4 separate regions of the Sus scrofa genome follow, and regions 1, 2 and 4 are each linked to region 3. A link is a contact called in public targeted proximity ligation data. All regions are on one chromosome and are shown on one strand. The core of a region is the stretch at or near the end of the contact, and the rest is flanking DNA. Distances in the headings are between cores, read along the strand shown.

Evidence for each region.
Region 1: a targeted proximity ligation map of alveolar macrophages shows a contact between it and region 3. A contact is called at or near these places in 2 of 5 promoter capture datasets (fetal skeletal muscle and liver) and 2 of 2 datasets of targeted methods (alveolar macrophages and skeletal muscle).
Region 2: a contact with region 3 is called in a targeted proximity ligation map of alveolar macrophages. A contact is called at or near these places in 2 of 5 promoter capture datasets (fetal skeletal muscle and liver), 7 of 47 Hi-C or Micro-C datasets (adipocytes, heart right ventricle, liver and 3 more) and 1 of 2 datasets of targeted methods (alveolar macrophages).
Region 4: a contact with region 3 is called in a targeted proximity ligation map of skeletal muscle, with 5 times the contacts expected there. A contact is called at or near these places in 2 of 2 datasets of targeted methods (alveolar macrophages and skeletal muscle).

Annotation. Positions count from the first base shown.
Region 1 is chr4:127,424,577-127,428,102 of Sscrofa11.1, reverse strand. GBP1 (guanylate binding protein 1, interferon-inducible) reads right to left here and starts at 1,699. Exons shown (of 11, transcript NM_001128473.1): 1 at 1,541-1,699.
Region 2 is chr4:126,937,795-126,941,038 of Sscrofa11.1, reverse strand. LOC110260389 (a long non-coding RNA gene) reads left to right here. Exons shown (of 3, transcript XR_002343637.1): 3 at 3,047-3,244. Among named protein-coding and RNA genes, the nearest start is that of LRRC8D, 56 kb to the right of the region's middle.
Region 3 is chr4:127,175,730-127,179,096 of Sscrofa11.1, reverse strand. LOC100523310 (guanylate-binding protein 6) reads right to left here and starts at 1,760. Exons shown (of 11, transcript XM_005663706.3): 1 at 1,531-1,760.
Region 4 is chr4:127,407,408-127,410,630 of Sscrofa11.1, reverse strand. It overlaps GBP2 (guanylate binding protein 2, interferon-inducible), which reads left to right and starts at 1,902. Exons shown (of 12, transcript NM_001128474.1): 1 at 1,902-2,154.

The sequences.
Region 1 (3,526 bases), core at 450-2,949, 250 kb before region 3:
CACACGCGACTATTCTGGAAGTGAAACCAGTATAACTTACTTTTGCAGATTTTATAAAAATGTGTGACGGGACCCTTCCCAAGCCTTGGTGTGGGCTTGTATACGCAAGGGGCCCTGAACTTAAACTTCCCAATCAGTTTGCCTCCAACTAAGTGGCGGAAAACTCCGCAATATCAACGATTGCATGTCGCTGAAAACCATGCAGGTGCCTGTATATGCGTGTGTCAGGGAACGAAGACAATGACAGTTTAAAAACTCAGGAGGCAGATAAGGAGAGTTGAAGAAGAAAGTTGTTGAAAGGAAACATCCGTATTTCTGGCCAGATACTTTCGAGTTTTCCATTTGGTTCTTTTCCCCATTTTGTAGAGAAGCAGCAGGAAGAGGAGGAAAAGGGATCGGGAGGGGGCGAGGAGGGAAGAGGAGGGGAGGTGAGAAGAAGAGAGAGCCGCCAGACGAGCCGGTGATGAATGAAGCCGCTGCCAAACCAAGGAGTCGAGGGGAAGCGTTGAGGAAACAAGCTCAAGCCCCCTGAGAGCACAGAGAGGGCAGCGTGAAGAGGTGGTGCCTGCAGTGCAGCAGCGCAGAAGGTTCTTCACAGGGGCGCCTGGTAGGAAGGTGGTGGGGCTGAACTCGGCTCCTAAGGGTGAGCAGTGAGCTGGTCCAGGAGGCTGATCGCGTGAATCTGCACTATTTCTAAAGAAGATGCCCGTTTTGAAACAAAAGGCAAATGTATGACCAAAGAGCAGTGTGGTTGTGAATCTACGTCTTTCACTCTGGGTTTCAGGTTTTGTCTCGTCTTTTTTTTTTTTTTTTTGCTTTTTAGGGTCACACTGCAGCATGTGAAAGTTCCCAGGCTAGGGGTCGAATCAGAGCTACAGCCACAGCCACAGCCATGTAGGATCCAAGCCATACCTGCAACCCACACCACAGCTCACAGCCACACTGGATCCTTGACCCACTGAGTGAGGCCAGGGATCAAACCCTCATCCTCATGGATCCCAGTTGGGTTGGTTAACTGCTGAGCCAGGACAGGAGCTCCTGGGTTTCAGTGTTTTCCTTTGTCTTTAACAGTGTCAGGTAGCTGTTTGCACTGTATCTGCTTTCTGTTCTTTCCTTCTAGTGAACATAACATATTTGTAGCAGTTTCAGTTTTTTAGCTACAGTCAGATCACTCTTGTGCAGGTTCCATCAAAGACAATGGTAATTTAATTACCCGTGCAGTCAACACAGACAGAGCATCAGCAAAGAGGAAGACAGTCCTAGGGCACTTGCAGCTCTGATTTACTCCCCTCGCACACAAGCACAGTAAACGCCCGCGGATGGGCTGCCGGCTGGGAACAGCAGGCTTTCATCTGACCCCTGGGCTCACAGCAGGCTCAGCTGCCGCCCGTCTTGATGCTGCTCAGTTTTTAGAAAACGAATTGACCCTTATAAATCCCTTCCCACTCCTGCACCAGCCTGAACTGGGGCTCCATTTCCCAGAGCAGGGCTCCTGCAGCCCTGGAGAGAAAGCTGCTTTGAGGAAAAGGAGAGTTCTTACCTCATTGAGAGTTCTTTCCTCTTCTCAGTGAGACGAGTGGACTTCTCTGTAACTTCTCTGTTTCACGGGAGGGTTTGACTGTTAGTCCACACAGCCAGTGTCGAGGAGCTTTACTGATTCCCTCTAGAGCCGAGTCAGAAGCAAAGCAACCTCTGTAATAGACTTAGAATAAATATGAAACTGAAAGCAATGAATACAAAGCAATGACTCAACAACCATAAAAGGAATTTCTAAAAGCCATCCTGGGAGGAAGGTAAATGGATTTGGCATGATCTTCACGTTCTTTTTTGGGGGGGGGGAAGAGATCTTAGAGATCATTTGCTGTTTTAAAACATGTCTACTAGATGTTTAAATATAATGGACTATATCTCAGGATTGGGGTCTGTTTGAAAAACTATTTAGAATGAGGAAGCCTCCTCATCTTTAAGTTTAATTTCCTTAAAAACGGCCTCACAGTGAACCAGGCTCCTCCTTTATGTGTGGGGTCAGTGAAGAAGAGGACAGATCTGGCGCTTTCATGAACACACAGTCCCTGGAACTTAATTCCCACACGCAGGAAGGGGCTGCATGTCCTGTGCTCAGGTTCCAGGCTCTGTGCTGACCGCTCTACATGCGTTCAATAACTTAGAACAAACATTTCCCCATCGTTTTGTAGAAACTAAGGCACAGAAAATGTACCCTCTTGTCCCACATCGCAGCCCTGTAAATAATCTGAACCAAATCATCCTTGATCTCACACCCTTCTGTCAAACCACTTCACTGTACTGCCTTTCTGTGTCTGCCAAAGAGCAGGGGAAGTCACAGCTTTATGTCTTGATTGTTTTCTAAGAGTTACCTGTGTTAATGTTCAATTCAGTCCTGACCGGAACCAGGCAAAAGAAGAGGGACTGTCTCCATCTTACAGTGGAGGGTGGGTGATGATGAGGAGGGTGGGTGATGATGCCCGTTCCTGTCAACCAAGCTCGTCAGAGGTGGATACAGATTTGATTCTCTGTTTACCCTTAAGCTCACTGCTTTTTCTCGCCCTGGACGAGGAAGAGGGGAGTGAGGAGAAAGGGAGATGGTTACAAGGTTCTCTCCAGATCCCGGCGTGCGCAGGTGTTTCTCTAACCTGGAGGTCAGTGTCTGAGATTTAACAAATAGGACTAAATACTCTGTGTTTGCTCCCTCTTCACCATTATCTTTTTATCTTAAAAAAATTTCTTTTTTTTTTTTCCTTTTTAAGGCTGCACCTGCAGCATATGGAAGTTCCCAGGCTAAGAGTTGAATTGGAGCTGTAGCTGCCGGCCTACACCACAGCCACAGCAACAAGGGATCAGAGCCCTGCGACCTACACCACAGCTCATGGTAAGGCCAGATCCTTCAGCCCGCTGAGTGAGGCCAGGGAGCAAACCCTCATAATCATGGATATTAGTCGGGTTTATAACCTGCTGAGCCACCAAGGGAACTCCCGATGTTGTTATCTTTTAAAATGTTTCTCAGAGAGTGACTTTAATGACCTTTGAAAACTATGATTTATCTGGGTCTTTCAGCTGCTGGAACACACCCAGATTCTTTCTAACTTAGTGGTTTTATGCAGCTTTTTTTTTTGCTTTTTAGGGCCATACCTGCAGCAAATGGAAATCCCCAGGCTAGGGGTCAAATGAGAGCTGTAGCCGCCCACGTACATCACAGCCACAGCAATGCCAGATCCTTAACCCACTGCGCGAGGCCAGGGATCAAACCCATGTCTTCGTGGATGCTAGTCAGATTTGTCTCCGCTGCTCCATGATGGGAACTCAACATTATAGTCATTTTCTAAATTCAGGGTCTCTGGCTCTCCTTCCCCTTTTCTCAGAGAAACAGTTTTCTTGTGTCAGTTAAGGACAGCTGGCAACTCTTACTGAACACAGTTGGGTTGAAAATGAAAGCAAAGGCCAGTTTCTCAGAAGTCTCTAGATGTTAGGAAACTGGCTCCTCCTGATGAGGATGGAGGGTCATGTGCAC
Region 2 (3,244 bases), core at 574-3,073, 240 kb after region 3:
AACTGCATGAGCCCTGATCCTTGGCGCCTGCCTGATGGAGACAAGGCTGATCTGAGACTCCTGTCCTGTATGTTGCAGGGTTTTCACCCCAGCTAGGTTTGCTCCTTGCAACGTGACTTCTGTTTGCAGAACTTTCCTGCCCAGCAGACTCTTAATTCCATGTTCTACTGGCACTGCACCCAGGTGTCGAGTGTGTCTTGGTGAGGCATCTCGCTCCAGGTGGGGCACCCACAGTGAGTGCCACCAGTACCCTCAACAGAGGCAGGCTGTGCCTTTCATTCATGCTTCACCGGGTGGTGAGGAGGCTGGCAGGTACTGGGTGACAGTACTTAATACCAATTACCTATTCCAATGGTTTCCTCCTTCCCCCTTTTCCTAACTTACCCGTGGCTATAAATATACCATATATAGATACCTTGGAGGATTCAGTGAGTAATACTTACATAAGCTCCACGAAAGCCAGAACTAGTATCTCCCAAGGCCCGATGCTTGGCACATGGGCAGTGTTCAAAAAATACTTGTTGGGTGAGTGAATGTGAGTAATGCAGTGATCCCTCCCGCTTTATGCTGTTCCCTCCACGCTGACGGATCACGTAGCACAGTTTCCCAATCCGGCCCCCATCCCTCTCTGCCTTGGCCTGCGGAAAGGACGAGCGTTTCCTCTTGGAGAGTTTCGTACCCAGCATCAGGGCGCTTCCCCTCAAGTCAGTCCCCGTAAGCAGGCCTGCTGCTGACGGGCCGCCCTGCTGGCTCCGTGTCCCGTAGGGAACACAGGCTGCGGTTCCGTTCGGCCTCTTGGCCCGATGGCCGCACGGCATCTCCGGCGGAGCGAGGGCGCGGTGCCGGGTGTGTCCTGCGCATGCTCGCTCCAGCCCCAAGTTCCTTTCTGAAGGTGAACATCCCCGACCTCAGGGCCAGTGTATCCGCGAGGCCCATGAAGCCTCTTAAAGACCCACAAAAAGGTTTTAATTTTCTTTTGAAATCAGAAGAAAAGGGAGATAATAACACCTGTATACGAATGATTCCAATCTGGATTATGTTCATCTTTATACCAACACAGTCGTTAGATACTTTCTTTTTTTCTTTTTTGGCTGCCTCCCCCCGCCCCCCGCCCCCAGGCACACACAGTTCCGGAGCCAGGGATCAGATCTGAGCCACTGTCTCAACCCAAAGGGCAGTTTTGGCAACACTGCTGGATCCTTAACCCATGGTGCCCAGCTAGGGCTCAAACCTGCATCCCAGAGATGCCACCCATCCCGTTGCGCCACCGTGGGAACCTTTTCTGCCATAAAATAAAATTCTTATTTTATTTTTTTAAATGGAGGAAGGGGCCTGTGAAAGTCACAGCGGGGCCCTGAGCGTCCTGAGCAGAACCGCAGAGCTCGGCGAGCCCTCGCTGCCCGGGCCGGCTGCTCCCTCAGACACCTTTGCTCTGCGGGCAGGAAGCCGCCTTCCAGGGAGGCACAGGGCCTCCCGGCCTCCCAGCCTCTCACTAAGGCAAACGCTGGTGCAGGACACGCTGGCCCTCCCTCCTGGACCCAAACAGGAAGAGCACACGACCCCACTCTTCTCCAGGTGGACAAACCTCATGTGACCTCGGCCCCTGACTCTCAGCTCATCCATGACTTCATCCCCTTTCCCCTCAAAAGTCAAGCTGCAGCCCGACCTTCCCTCAGACTGGCAGAAAGATCAGGCATGACGTCACCGCCCCCACCCTCATCTCCCACCCCCAGGGCCGGTGACACATTTTCACCCCAGGGCTTCTCCAGTGTGGCTCTGCCCCAGGGTGTGGGTGTCTGGCTGGCCGCTGCTGCTCTTCCTCTCAGCCCGGAGCCAGAGGGAGGCCCGGGAACTGTGACTCAGCAGGTGGCGGCAGCACTTGTTCAGGGCTCTGCGTTGAATAAGGAGTTTGCAGGCAAGTCGGGAGGACAAGTGAGCCAACTCACAAAGAGAAGCTGAAAAGCAAAAGGGGAAATCCAGGGCTGACAAATTCCTAGAAAAAAAAAAAAAATGCAGGAGGCTGGGAGGCGTAGGTTGCTTAAATTAACAGGGCTAATAGGCAGGGCTGGCCCCAGACCTGCAGCAGCTCAGCGCCCAGCAGGCACTCAGTGACCTGGCCATCTGTCCGTCTGTGATTCCAGCACATCCTCTTGCAGGCTCTGGGTCCACCTTGCAGGAGGGAGCAGCACGCCCCAGGCAGGTGGGACAGCCTCGGGGCAGTGACACAGGATCCAGTGAGCGAGAGTGTGTGAATCCGCAGCCCCAGTTTAATCCTTGAGAAAGGAAAGGACCGGGAAGAAGTTATCCTTGAAGTAAAAAGACTAACCCGAGTCAGCGGCGGGGAGGCTGCGCGTGGGCGGAGGCTGGGGCTGTGGGAACTCCTACTTTCTGCTCAGCTTTGCTGCAAAACCTAAAGCTGCTCTAAGAAAGCCTGAGACGTTTTTTTAAAAGTCTGTTCTGTGGTCCTAGAGTCCTGCCGGCATCATGCTGAGGTCTGTTCTAGCTCTAGAGGGAGACCAGATTAGCAAGCTAAGCATCACAATTGCAGGAGCCACAGGCAATGGAACTCCTGAGCTGAGTTCAATGGCTTTGCATATTCTACAGCTAGGAAGAAAGTTACAGCAAATGCTTCTGGGCCAGATAGGCTCTGGTGTAAGAATAACTAAGAGATCTTTTTTTTTTTTTTTTTCTTTTCTTTCTAGGGCCGCACCCTTGGCATATGGAGACTCCAGGCTAGGGGTCGAATTGGAGCTACCGCCTCTGGCTTACACCACAGCCACAGCAGCTTGGGATCTGAGCCATGTCTGTGACCTACGCCACAGCTCGCGGCAGCGCCAGATCCTTAACCCACTGAGCAAGGCAGGGATCAAACCCACAACCTCATGGTTCCAGTTGGATTCGTTTCTGCTGCACCACGACGGGAACTCTCTCTCTTTTTAGTAGATCTGTGCCTAAGGAAAAGTTTTTACAGTCTAAGCCTCAGTCTCCTCATCTGTGGAATGAATGCGGGTAACAGTATTAGCTCCTCCCAACTGCTCTGTTGCAGCCCTGCCGTCTCAGCACTTAAACCACACCGAACTAGGAAGAATGAACAAGTAACTTAAAGGGCTGTTTGGAGAGGGGCGATGTGGTGTCACGGAAAAGCCACAGGACATGGAAGCAACTGACCTGCAGTGATGGCTTGATAAGTGTCATTGTGGTGACCCCGAACGGCATTTGCCAGAGTTCCCTTCGCTGCACAAAA
Region 3 (3,367 bases), core at 511-3,010:
TCTATGGAAACCTAAGTTATAAAAGATAATGACAGAGGTAATGTGGGAAAATGAAAGAGGTTTCGATAATAAGATCAGATACCATAAGCTTATGTCTGAGTGCAGCATGCAACACAAAAGAGGATTTCAGCACATGTCTGTTGAATTAGATGGAGGCTGATCTGCAGGAATTGCACTGAACAGGTCAGTCCGTCGCAGGACGCTTTTCAACACAGACTGTAGACCTCGAGGGACTAAGAAACAAGGTCCACAAAGAAAGCAGCCAAGTCAAACACTGCCCCTGCCCCAGCTCCTTTCGGCTCGTTCTTCCGCGTGGGGCGTCAGAATACACAGAGGTAAAGCACGAGCCCCGGAGCCCTTCTAAGGAGACAACGAGGAAGCTGCAGGAAGATGCAAGAGGAGCAACTGCAGCCAGGTCTGTCCTCCCTCCACCATTCAACCCCGAATCAAAACCGCCCACCACTCGCAGGACTAGAAATAGACGGAAGGGGGGGTCACCATGCCCTGGGGGGTGCCCCTCGCTCCGAGCATGCGCACTCTTCTCCGAGCGAGTCCTTTCCCTTTTGCTCGCTTGGCTCCTAAAGACACAGACACACTCCACCCCAAAGAAGCAAAACAGCTCCGTGATTTCTTAGCTGTGAATGAGCCACAGAATTTTAAGCTTCAAATTCACAAAATGCAGCTTTTCAGTCCTGCTCAGGATTGGTTTTCAAAATTTGATCTGCAGAAGAATCATCTAAAGGGATTGTTAAATCCAGACTTATACATGTTCTAAATGCGAAAAATGACTAAATAACCAGAATATAACCATGGAAAACCAACCCGCAAATACAAGAGGGAGGGGGAGAGAGAGAACTGGGGCGGGGGGCGGGGAGCTGGGGAGAGAGAAAGAGGAAGAGAAAGAGTGTTTTGATGAGACTGTCATCTTTTCTGGCTGCCCCCCACCCCCCCGGGACAGGTGGAAGTTCCCCAGCCAGGGTTCGAACCCACTCTGCAGGAGCAACCCGAGCCACTTCAGTGACAACGCCAGAGCCTTAACCCATGCTCCACAAGGGAACTCCAGAGATGGTGATTTTTAACTAATAAAGCTCAGCACTGTGGGGACCAAATTTGTCTCTACAGAGATATTCACAAAGCTCTCACTGTGAAGCTTTCGGAAGTATGACTAATAGAAAGATGAAAATGAAACTACCTCTTTACATGATAAGTCCTATAACCTCCTTGGCAGGAACTGTCTTATTCTCTGAATTCTATTGCCAGTCGCCGAGCTTGAAAGCAGGGCAGACAACTCCCATGAGGACCCTGCCAAGGAGCAGGACAGCCAGGAGGACACACGGTGCCTGACCCTCATTTTGCCGCCCCTGCTGGTCCAGAGAAGCTGAACCTCCCCCACCGCCACCCCCACCCCACCCTTGGATTAAAGCCAGCCTCAGACCCCTGCCCTCCAGACACCAGGACTCCTGTCCTTCCTCGGTTGTCACTTTGAGTCCGAAATCAACCTTGGTTTGCACACGAAAGAGAGGGACATACCTGCTCCACCCCCAAGGGTCCAAGAATGGTTCCGGTGGCCTGTCTCACTTGTTCCTTCCACCTCTCTCTCCCTCCAGTGTCAAGGCTAAAAAAGACTGAACAAGCTCGTCCTCTCTCCCAGTAAAGAGCTGTCTTCAAAGTGAAAATGAAAGTGATCCGTGCTGCTGTTGCCTTCGCAGAGTCACGCCAGGAGCACCGAGCACAGCACCAACGGGGGTGATGGCGCAGGGTGAGAGGAGGCTGCGAAAGGCCAGTGCTCAGCATCACCTCTGAGCACACGCCCCAGCTTTCCTTGGGCCTCCCCACGTGTAAGTTTGCTTAGGGTGGCACAAGTTCCCTTGGCAAACAGGAAAGGAGAAAATCATGGCACAAATGTTAGCAAAATTGTATAAGCCAAGCATATCTCAAGCATTTTTCTCTTAGTGTGGATCCCTGGATGCCCTTGTTCATGAAGAGCTCTTAAAATTTTAAATCTGGAGGTCCCGTCGTGGCTCAGCGGAAACGAGTCTAACTAGCATCCATGAGGATGCAGGTTTGATTCCTGGCCTCACCCAGTGGGCTAAGGATTCATTGTTGCTGTGGGCTGTGGTGTAGGTCACAGATGTGGCTCTGATTGGACCCCAGGCCTTGGAACCTCCATATGCAGCAGGTGCGGCCCTGAAAAAAAAAAAAAAAAAAAAAAAAAAAAAAAAAGACTGCAGTTGCAACAGTTCTTTCCTGTCTCTCATACAACAATTTCTCCTCTCGTTGGACCTAAAAAGCAATTAAAAAAGAAAAGGTGGAGAAGAACTGGTAGAAACAGACACTACAATTTACATAATTCTACTATAGCATACAGAATCTATAAACTCTACCAAACTGTAACATGCAAGACAAATTCTCTAGGCTCCAACATCAGCTTCCCAGGGAAGAAGCACAGGCCAAATCTAAGACACAAAGGCTAACAGACACTGCCACCACGTGGTAACTCAAAAATCATAATTTATCTGGTAAGAGAGGAATTTTCCTGTGAAAAGTACTTGACTGAACTCACCCATATCTCACATCATGCAATACTAATTTTGCCTCTTATGTGTTTCCTAATATTGACTATAATATAGGTTTTTAAAGGTTAATTGTAATGGGAGTTCCCGTCGTGGCTCAGTGGTTAACAAATCCGACTAGGAACCATGAGGTTGCGGGTTCCATCCCTGGCCTCCCTCAGTGGGTTAAGGATCCGGCGTTGCCGTGAGCTGTGGTGTAGGTTGCAGACGCGGCTCGGATCTTATGTTGCTGTGGCTCTAGTGTGGGCCGGCAGCTACAGCTCCGATTACACCCCTAGCCTGGGAACCTCCATATATGCTGTGGGTGCAGCCCTAGAAAAAGGCAAAAAGATGAAAAAAAAAAAAAGGTTAATTGAGATGAAGAGAGAAGTAGTGAGGTCATAAGCTCTGATGAAGAGAATGTTTCCTCTTGGGTTTTCCTTCCCAGAAAAAGAGACTTGGATGCACATAGTTATCTGAGAAGTGACGGCAGGAAGCCAGAGGAAGGGAGAAGGGGGAAAGGGAGAGTAGGAGAGAGAAAGTGGAAAAGTCAAAATTCGAATTATTGAGCTGGTTACCGTTACACGTCCCAGCATGCATGTTCTGAAGAACTCCTCGAGTGCACTTCACAAGTGTCCCTTGGAGGGGTGCTGGGAGGATGTGACCAAGTGTCCCTTGGAGGGTCAAGGTTCCGGCGTTGCCGTGAGCTGTGGTGTAGGTCGCAGATGCGGCTCAGATCCAGCGTTGCTGTGGGTGTAGTGTAGGCTGGCAGCTGCAGCTCTAATTCGACCCCTAGCCTGGGAACCTCCATATGC
Region 4 (3,223 bases), core at 653-3,152, 230 kb before region 3:
GAGCGCCCGGAGGCACCTCCTGATGCCGTCAATACCAGTAACAAACCCAGGCCAGTGCGTGTGCTCAGTGTCCTCGGGGTGTGGTCTGAGAAGCCCAGCGGCTCCACAGCCTGCCTCACAGTCGCAGTTATCAGTGCGTTGCTCACTTAAGCCGCTGTGGTGGGTGTGCACTGCAGTGTCTTCATGATGTGACGTCGTCTTTCTCTCGTCACTCATGATATTAGGCCCTGTTCTAACGTTTGTCATCACTTGGGCATCTTCTTAATGTATGAAGTGCGTGGGCATCACGTCCATTTTTCCATTGAGTATCTGTTTTTGTAGAAATTACCTATATAGTCTGTGAAAGGGTCATTTATAATTACATACGTCTTCTCATAGTCTTCATTGCCTCTTTTCTTGATGATGGTGTATTTTGACAATATATCAATTTAATATTGTCATATTTGTTCATCTTTTCTATATAGGTAGCGTATTTTGTCTCCTAGAATACTTTCCCCACTCTCTAATATGTCACAGTATTTTTCCATATTATTTTCAAGAGACTTTACGGTTTCGCCTTTTACATATAGTTCTGCAATCCTCCTTGTGTTGCTTTTTGTGAATGGCATGTGGTTGTAGTCCTTTCCTTGCTTTTCCTTATGCATAAAATTGGACCCAGGACCATTTATTTCCGAAGTCATCGTTTCTGCCTGTAACGGTGTTCAGTGATCCCTGGCCAGCCTTCCTACTCCTGCTTGGCACATACTGCCAGTATTTAACTCTAAGTCAGGATAATATTTTAAATGGGCCTCCACCATCGCTTTAGCATTAGAATTTCTTCAGCCCACACTCACCCTTCTCATTCCGCTGATTCTAATCTCCCTTTTAGTGTAACTCTCTTTTCAACTAAAGAGCAGGTTCCATTTTAGGAAAAGATTTGTTTTATTCAGACCTATGTTATATTGATATTTATTTGTGTATATATCCATATGGAAACTTAGAGGCTAGGGGTAGAATTAAAAAAAAAAGAAGAAATTTCATGGCCTTTTATTGTGTTCTAATCGGTATCCACAGAATACCTCACTCAACATTTGCGGCCTATATGATCTTCTAGAATACACAAAGAACACTTAGGAAGACATGTTTCTTACCTTCTGACTCTTTTTTCCTCACTAAACAATGGGGATAATAATTACCCATACCCGAAACCATAATTATGAGTCTTAAACTACATATGTATACTCTGGCCTAGAAAGCCACTGATAAATGAGAAACATTGTTATTATTGTTCAGTCAGCAAACATAGAGGTATTAAGTGAGGTGGTGGATAGCATGGGTTCTGGAAGAAGAGTTTTGGGGTTCAAACCTTACTCAGTACCTTGTGATTTTAACAAGTTGTGAAATCACTCTGCAATGTTGTGACAGACACACCTGTAATAAGACCAGGAGGGGACAATCTAGGTGAAGAACTTGTCACTCAGTCTGAAACAAGTGGGCCAAGAAGTGGCAGCTCTCCTCACTGTGATTTATTATTTCTTAAGCACTAAGTGCCCGTCCCGGGCTTAGGTGCTGAGAATTCCCACGTGTGTGAGCCATGGTCACTCCCCCGAGAACTCACATTCCTCACTTACTAAAACGAGTAAGTAACCAGCTGCCCTGCGAATGACTCCAACACGCTAGGCAATCGGACCCAGAAAAAAGTAAGTGTTCCTCGTCCCCATGCTTTTCAGACTGGCCCCACTCATGACATAAATAGGCTTATTTTAATTGATCCAGTGGACTTTCATTTTTACTGCAAGCAGTCTCAAAGATATCTTCCAATAGTACAGTTTAAAGATCCCAGTTGAGAAATGACTCCAGACATGCCCATTAACGTAGCTCCTGGTGGCTCCTTTGTGAGTAATTGCCGTGGACTCTGCTTTCAGTTTCATTTTGTGTCTATTTCTTTGCAGCTGTTGCCTGCTGGGTTTGATTTCCCATCATCAGGTTTCTGAAAAAAATCTGCATGCTTCCAGGACTCCAATGGAATAAAGTAAAGCCTAAACTGCCAGGGAGAGAGAAACGAGAAACCAGGGCAGCTCAGCTCAGAAGAAAAGGAAGAGGTTAAACACTATAACTTTCACATTGAAGTAGCTGTCTTTTTTTTTTTCTCACCCTGAAGGATCTCTGCTCCAGGTAAGATTAAGGCTGGGTGGGAAGAGGTTTACAAAATGCAGTAAATATTCTCTAAAATGAGCATCCCAAGACAGGCTGCAGCTGAGCCTGATCTGGCACAGGACTCTAGATGACATGCTAACGTAATCAGGCAGCAGAAGGTCTTGGAAGTGCCCGCTGCTGCAGCTCTGTGCCAGATAACGTTCCAGGAGAGGCAGAGTCTAAACCAAGAGCTTGGATTGTTGTAAGATTCTCTCTTTCTTGACACTTTTAAATATACATTTACCTTTGGTAAAAGGCACTTAATGAAGGTCAGACTCCGTTTCTTTATTGCAAACTGTTCTGATGCTAGGAAGTAGAACTCGGGGACTGTGAGAAGAGCTAACAACTTGTATTTTAGGAGCTTATAACATCCTTGTGTAGCCATTTTTTTCTGAGTCAGTCACTGATGGATTCCCACTTTATAAAAGCGTTATTTCTCATGTTATAAAATCAGACAGACCATCTGCTTTACCAACCGTCCCTGTGAGCCATTGTTTTAAAAGGCGATGGGTCCGGATCATAGAAATGAAAACCATTTGGCGGGGGTGGGGGTGGGAGTGATCATCCACTGAAGAAAGGGAAGCCAGTTAGGAGGCAAGATGCGCATCATAGTAGGTCTAAGCCCTCAGCCAGGGCAAATCGGAAGTCGTCAATGATAGTAGAAGAAAGCCTTGGTTTCTTTAGGATAAGAACAAAAACTGGCAGGCTGCAGTCTGCATTTGTTGGTATCTCAAAAAGCTAACAAATGTTTATCATGAACAGTTCAGGTTACAGAGATTGAGACATCGAAGTTCAAAAGATAACATTAAGGCATCACCAAGATTCTTTTTGCTTTTTTTTTTTTTTTTTTTTTTTTTTTTTTTTTAAGGGCCACACCTGTGGCATATGGAGGTTCCCAGGCTAGGAGTCTAACCCAAGCTGTAGCTACCGGTCTACACCACAGCCACAGCAAGGCCAGATCCTTAATCCACTGAGCAAGGCCAGGGATCGAACCAGCAACCTCATGGTTCCTAGTCAAATTTGTTTCTGCTGTGCCACGACGGGAACT